Regions from separate parts of the Danio rerio genome. Here region 2 is linked to region 1. Evidence: chromatin contacts called from public HiCAR-type data. All regions are on one chromosome and are shown on one strand. The core of a region is the stretch at or near the end of the contact, and the rest is flanking DNA. Distances in the headings are between cores, read along the strand shown.

Region 1 (3,328 bases), core at 544-3,043:
TTCCATAGTATTTTTTTTGTCATTGGAAGTCAATGGTTACAGATTGTCAGCTTTCTTCAAAATATCAACTTTTGTGTTAACAGTTGATAGAAACTATTAAAGAGTTTAGAACCACTTGATAGTTAGTGATTAGTGATGATTTTCATTTTTGGCTGAATTATCCTTTTTTGTTTTACAAAAGTCTTAGGATCATCAATTATTCATTTATTTTCTTTTCAGCTTAGTCCTTTTATTAATCTGGGGTCGCCACAGCGGAATGAACTGCCAACTTATTCAGCATATGTTTTATGCAGCGGATGCCCTTTCAGCTGCGACCCATCTCTGGGAAACATCCATATACTCTCATTTACATACGTACACTATGGTCAATTTAGCCTTCCCAATTCACCTGTACCGCAGGTCTTTGGACTGTGGGGGAAACCGGAGCACCCGGAGAAAACCCACACAAACATGAGGAGAACTTGCAAACTCCTCACAGAAATGCCAACTGACCCAGCCGAGGCTCGAACCAGTGACCTTCTTGCTGTGAGGCGACAGCACTACCTATTTAGATTTTTTTTTTTTTGTATTTATGATGTTCGTATGTTGCCCTGTTGCCTATTATTTTAAATTTGCACACATTTCTTGTTTTTTTTTGCTATTTATTGCTGTTTGTTTTGCATGAATTTTGTAAGACAACCCTAGGTGTCTAGAATGGCACCGTTAAATAAAATGACTTATTATTACTTTGTGTTTAGCTGAGTGGGGAAGCTTTATTGTGACATTGATCATGTGAACACTTTAAATAGACTATCAGATGTTCTTGTTTCCACTGAAGCACAAGATCTTTCACCTAAAAATGAACATGCTGTTATTTCTTCTCCCTTCACCTCTTCCAGACCTGTTTGAGTTCTGTTGAATAAAAATGTAAAATTTTAAAGAGTGTTGTAAACTGGTTAACGTCCATAGGTTTTTTCTGTTATGGATGAATAAACTTCTGCTAGTCTTACATTCGTGGTAATTTCCCATTTCAGCTTATTCTATGGTTGCACCCCAAAATAATCAAATATTGAATTTCCAGTCGTGTCAGGATTTTGTTTTTAAAATGTCTCTTTTGGTGTAAAATTTGTTGCATATTTTATTATATACTATGGGGATGTCGGAACAATTTTATGCATACATTACTTTTGCAACATAAAAGCTACATGATATTTATCTCATGCAAGGCAATAAGCAACGATGGAAGCAAATACACTTTCACTAGTAACACACTTGCTCACAAAAGGACATTTTACAGACAGAAAAAGACTGACAAATGAAAGCTGCATCACCTTGGCTGTGCATCAATTAGTACTTTAATATAATATAATATAATATATAATATAATATAATATAATATAACAAACTTTCTATTACATTTTTTTATTTTATTTTATTTTTTTAAATAATTCACACCCAATAATAACTAACCCAATCTGCATTTGTTCGATAAAACATTAAAGAAAAAATAGAATTATTGTGAAATATCATAATATAAATCCTTTTTATATTCGAAAATAATATAAAATATATTTTGGTGTGATGCATTCTGGTTTGATTTGGGGTGAAAAGAGCAGAAATGGAGAGGATGGAGCCACAGAGTTGTCAGGATGTTCTTTTATACTCAGCAGATGGTTCCTCCGTGGCCCTGTGGGGAAGCAGCTGTGTTGAATCTGCAGTTTACAGCTTAGGGTCTCTGAATCTACAGACACATTGTGTGTACACTGAAATGAAGAACTTCAGGATCCTCTGTGTTTTGTTTTTGTGCCGCTTGTTTTCTGCCACATCTCAATGACTCTGGTGCCCTCTGCTGGACAGAGTTACTGCACTACAGTTTAGACATTAAATATTATATTATGCAAAATGTTTTTGTTAATAAGATGCCTTTAAATACAGATACTTTACAGTCTGCTTTTGTTAATATAGCTGTCATTTAAATACAGCTACTGTAACAGAACATTTTACACTACTACATGCTTGCATGTTCAGTTAAACGCACACTTAAATATACAATCAAGGCCAAAATTATTATACATTTTTTTTAACCGGGAATGACAAAAGCTGTTCCCAAAACATAATAAGATGATGTACAAGAGGCATCATTGTGGAAAAAAATATGTATTTCTCTGCTTTTATTTACATTTGAACAACAACTTGAAGTCAGAATTTGTCAGGGGTGAATCATTTCAGGCTTGACTGTTTATGTGACCCAGGATCATAAAACGTGTACATTTGTAGAAACTGAGATTCATACACCATCTAAAATCTAAATAAATAAGCTTTCTGTCCATGTGTGGGTTGTTAGGGTCAGAGATACTGCTATTTGAATATCAGGAATCCGAAGGTTAAAAAAACATCTAAATATTGAGAAAATCACCTTTTAAGTTGTCCGATTTAAGTACTTAGCTATGCAAATTACTGATAAAAAAAAGTATGGTAGGAAATTTGCATAATTGTCTTCATTAAACATGATTTTTACTTAATATACAAATTATTTTTGGCATAAAAGAAATATGTGTAATTTTGACTAGCATATCTTTGACTATTCCTATACCTGTTCAACAAGGTTTTGTGGTCCAGGTTCAAATGTAGGCTTTTAAATTCTGTTACATGGTATCCGGGGGTCTTATAAATCAATTTGCAGAAATTTTAGGCCTTTAAATAGGATTTAAAATATTTAAATCCTATTTTACAAGCTATTACATTTTGTATCAGTATGACAAAGTTTGCCTGAATTAAATATGCAAATATTGGGATGCTGTGTCGTTCATGAAATTGATAAAATCCTGCTAGATTTGATATTATGCTGCTTTTGTTTACTGCAGTAACCAAAGCAAAAACATTTTTCCTGCTTTCACATGGCTGCCATTTTAAAAAAGCGAAAGTGAGTCTGCGGTGGGAAGAAACCTTACTGAAATTCAGTATCGTGACAAGCCTAAAATAGTGAAAAAATCAGTTCAGTGACTTGAGTTTGATAATTGGCATCTAAAATGTGTGTTTGGTAAGGAAAATGTTAGCTAACTAGTGCCCTTTTCCTTAACTCAGCTAAAAATAATGTCCGATATCCCTTTTTATTTACACTATTTATTCAGAACAGACCTTCGGGTCACTCATATATGATACTTTTGTGTCACTTTCTCTTTGCTGATAAGATATACAGCCAAGTACACAACAATAAGTCATCATAGACACTGTTCCTGTGTGACTCCAGGCGATACTTTCGGGTTTCTTCCCCCCACTTTCGCTTTTAAGATGGCGGCTGTTTGAAATCAGTGTATAGGCATCACCTGCTGGATTAGCATTTTTAGTC
Region 2 (3,328 bases), core at 322-2,821, 120 kb before region 1:
TGATTACGAAAGAAGTTTTTTTTAAAGAATATTGTGTCAAATACATAAAATCGAAATAGTCCAAAACATATACTTAACAATGTATGGACAAAAAATAAAGTAAAAAAATTCCTTGATTTTAAATGAATATAAAATGTAAAATATCTGTTAATTAATAGTTTTCTTATTTTGTGATTCACAATTTTTTCCCATTTATTTACGGTTGTGAATTGTATTATGGGACGTTGATCTCTGCTCTGTCGACTTCTGATGTTGAAAATTCAGCTCTACAGTTTAACTAAGTGATTTTTATGGACAATTTTGTAGTTTGATGTAATATGATGGATAAGATAAAATAGTAAAATAACAGAAAATACAGTCAGTTTATTACAAGGTGTCTGTACAGTAATATACAACACCACGATAGACTACATATATATATATATATATATATATATATATATATATATATATATATATATATATATATATATATATATATATATATATATATATATATATATACATACTTTAAACTATTAAAAATGTTAAGTCTCTTTTTTAAACTTTTCAATGTTAAAATTAGTTGGCAGAAGGATCCAAATCCCATAATGCAATTTAAAAGCAATTCAAAAGTTTATTCAATAAATAAGCAGTACGGAAAAATACGGAAAACTGCTGATTTATAAATATGTTTACAGTTATATAAATAGTATAAGACTGAGTGCGTAAGTAAATAATATGGTAGAATCATACAATGGCAGACTGCTTGTTTTCTGGTTTCATTTACATTTGATTCATCCAGTAGTTTCAATTCAGGACAGCAGAATTTGACAAAAATTTACAGAAGTTCCCAGCTTCTCAAGATAATACCATTGGTCATTTTACATATCCTTGCCTAATTTTGAATATATAGCAACTTATTATTAAAAACTGAAGCACTTCTTAGATTTGCTTGACATCTCGTCTCATTTTGAAGCAGCAGATCAGCCTTTTAAAACTGTTTATCATTGTATTTAAAACAAAAAAATCAGGATCAATACACTGAGGGACAGTTTGGCTATTTGTAATCATCGTGGTGATTTTAGAAATATTGGCCCTGACTTGTTGAGAAAATGGTCCATTTTGTTGTGTCCTGACTCGTCACATGATTGGATACGAAGCAATCTGGCAACTGTGTGAAGTTGGAAAGTTTTACACATGGTGCTTTTCTGATACGCATTAGTGTTCAGCTGCACAAGGATCAAGTTCTGTGAAATAAACTGTGATTGAGCTGGACTGAAGGAAAAAAAAGGCAGAATGTTGAGAGCCAAACTGTTTGAGACTGTTTTTAGACACGCTGACTGACTGCTATGGCTTTTCCTGCTGACTTCATTACTGCTTCTGAGTCTCTAACCAATGCTGAACTAAACAGTTGTTCAACAGAAAGAGAATACGGGCTAAAAGCAAAATATTATTTTATAAGACAAATAGTGAGAAAACACTAGTCACTGTTTAGTTCACGAAACGGATGTAAGGATATCCAAGGCACATCTGGAATGCTGTGCAGACTGTCACGCTACAGCCTTAACAGAGTTTTCCCTGCCAACCCTAACCTCACTATTTTACGAGCATGTGTCGAGCTTGGGTCCCTCCAGATTCGCCTCTGTCAGACGTGATCTGTGTTTGTTCCATCAACATTAGCTAGTCTGGGAAGCTTGTTTGTTGTTAGAGGGGAATGCTGGCTCAAATTGTCTGAGCATTATGAATGCTTACATACAGAAATTAAAAACTTAAAATACATGAAATTCATCACACAATTAATATTCTGCATAATTTTCTGTTACTTTGTAAAAAAAAAAAAAATACAGTTTTTTTGTGATGCCTGCATTTTTTGTGCTTTTAGAAATTTTTATATTTTATTAAAGAAAAGGACATTTCTATATTTTATTTTATTAATTACAGTTGAGGTTTTCCCCCAAGTTCTGTTTAACAGAGAGAAGATTTTGTTTCAACACATTTATAAATATAATAATTTTTAAAAACTAATTTCTTGTATCTTTGCTATGATGAGAGTACAGAATATTTTACTTAATATTTTCAGGATTATTTTTCAGCTTATAGTGCAATTTAAAGGTTTAATTAGGTTAAGTAGGCAAGTTTGGTCAATTAGGTCACTATAACAATGGTTTGTTCAGAAGACAATCGAAAAAGAATTGCTTAAGGGGGCTAATAATATTGACCTTAAAATAGTTTTGAAAAAAATAAACTGCTTTTATTCTAGCTAAAATAACACAAATAAGACTTTCTCCAGAAGAAAACAATATTATTGGAAATACTGTGAAAAATTCCTTGCTCTGTTAAACATCACTTGAGAAATATTTTAAAAATAATGCTAAAATTTGACAGAAAGGCTAATAATAATATGTAATAATAATAATTCCTTACATTTCTATAGCGCTTTTCTGGGCACTCAAAGCGCTTTACACAGTGGGGGGAATCTCCTCATCTACCACCAGTGTGCAGCATCCACCTGGATGACGCGACGGCAGCCATTTTGCGCCAGACCGCACACTACACACCAGCTGATTGGTGGAGAGGAGACAGTGATGCAGCCAATTGAATATGGGGATGGTTAGGAGGCCATGATGGACAAAGGCCAGTGGGCAGATTTGGCCAGGATGTCTCACACAAGTGCCCCTTTACAGTACATTTGGATTTGGATCCTATTTTAATGTCGGGAGATACGCACAGTTCTTTCAAAACAAAAGATGATTTTCAGCATAGGTGCTCTTTAAAGATGTTTTTGTTCATATATGATACAAATGACAGCTTTTAATATGCCTAAATTATTTCATGTTGATTAAAGATAAAAAAATTACTTCAACCGTATTTACTAATGCATTCTAATTTTTCGAAAGTGTATAATATTTTGACAAACTTTGCCTTGATTTGCTCGCTGATGTCTTCTGCTTTGTCCCCTATTCGTTAAGTGACACTGTAAGTTAAAAATCTGTTTAATTTACCACATTTAAATAAAACATTTTGTTTCATTTGTGTTTGCCCTAGTTTGGGCATCTCTGCTTTAGATGCTCAAGCTTTTTAAGTTTATCATTTAAAGAGATTATGATTTAAGATTCATCAGCCGAAAGGAAAATCATTATTAAAGTGATTCATAAATAAACTGTTATTCCAAGGAAGGGCGGCATGGTGGCCCAGTAGTTAGCAGTGTCGCCTTACAGCAAGAAGGATGCTGATTCAAATCCCGGCTGGATCAGGAGGCATTTCTGTGTGGAGTTTGCATGTTCTCCCCGTGTTGGCTTGGGTTTTCTCTGGTTTCCCTCACAATCCAAAGACTTTTGCTATAGGT

What was found. HiCAR-type assays count read pairs that join an accessible place to other places.
Region 2: a HiCAR-type map of caudal fin shows a contact between it and region 1, with 4 times the contacts expected there. The contact joins two enhancer-like sites. A contact is called at or near these places in 5 of 18 Hi-C or Micro-C datasets (caudal fin, embryo, hematopoietic stem cells and 1 more) and 3 of 4 datasets of contacts at active chromatin or transcription factors (caudal fin, embryo and gastrula embryo).

The regions. Positions count from the first base shown.
Region 1 is chr19:37,666,151-37,669,478 of GRCz12tu, reverse strand. The region is part of intron 3 of macf1a (microtubule actin crosslinking factor 1a); the gene reads left to right. Among named protein-coding and RNA genes, the nearest start is that of macf1a, 140 kb to the left of the region's middle. Within about 2 kb of position 1,793, at least 7 of the 62 cell types and tissues checked have an H3K27ac peak or open chromatin away from gene starts, as enhancers often do.
Region 2 is chr19:37,789,419-37,792,746 of GRCz12tu, reverse strand. All of the region lies in intron 2 of macf1a (microtubule actin crosslinking factor 1a), which reads left to right. Among named protein-coding and RNA genes, the nearest start is that of macf1a, 14 kb to the left of the region's middle. Within about 2 kb of position 1,571, at least 5 of the 62 cell types and tissues checked have an H3K27ac peak or open chromatin away from gene starts, as enhancers often do.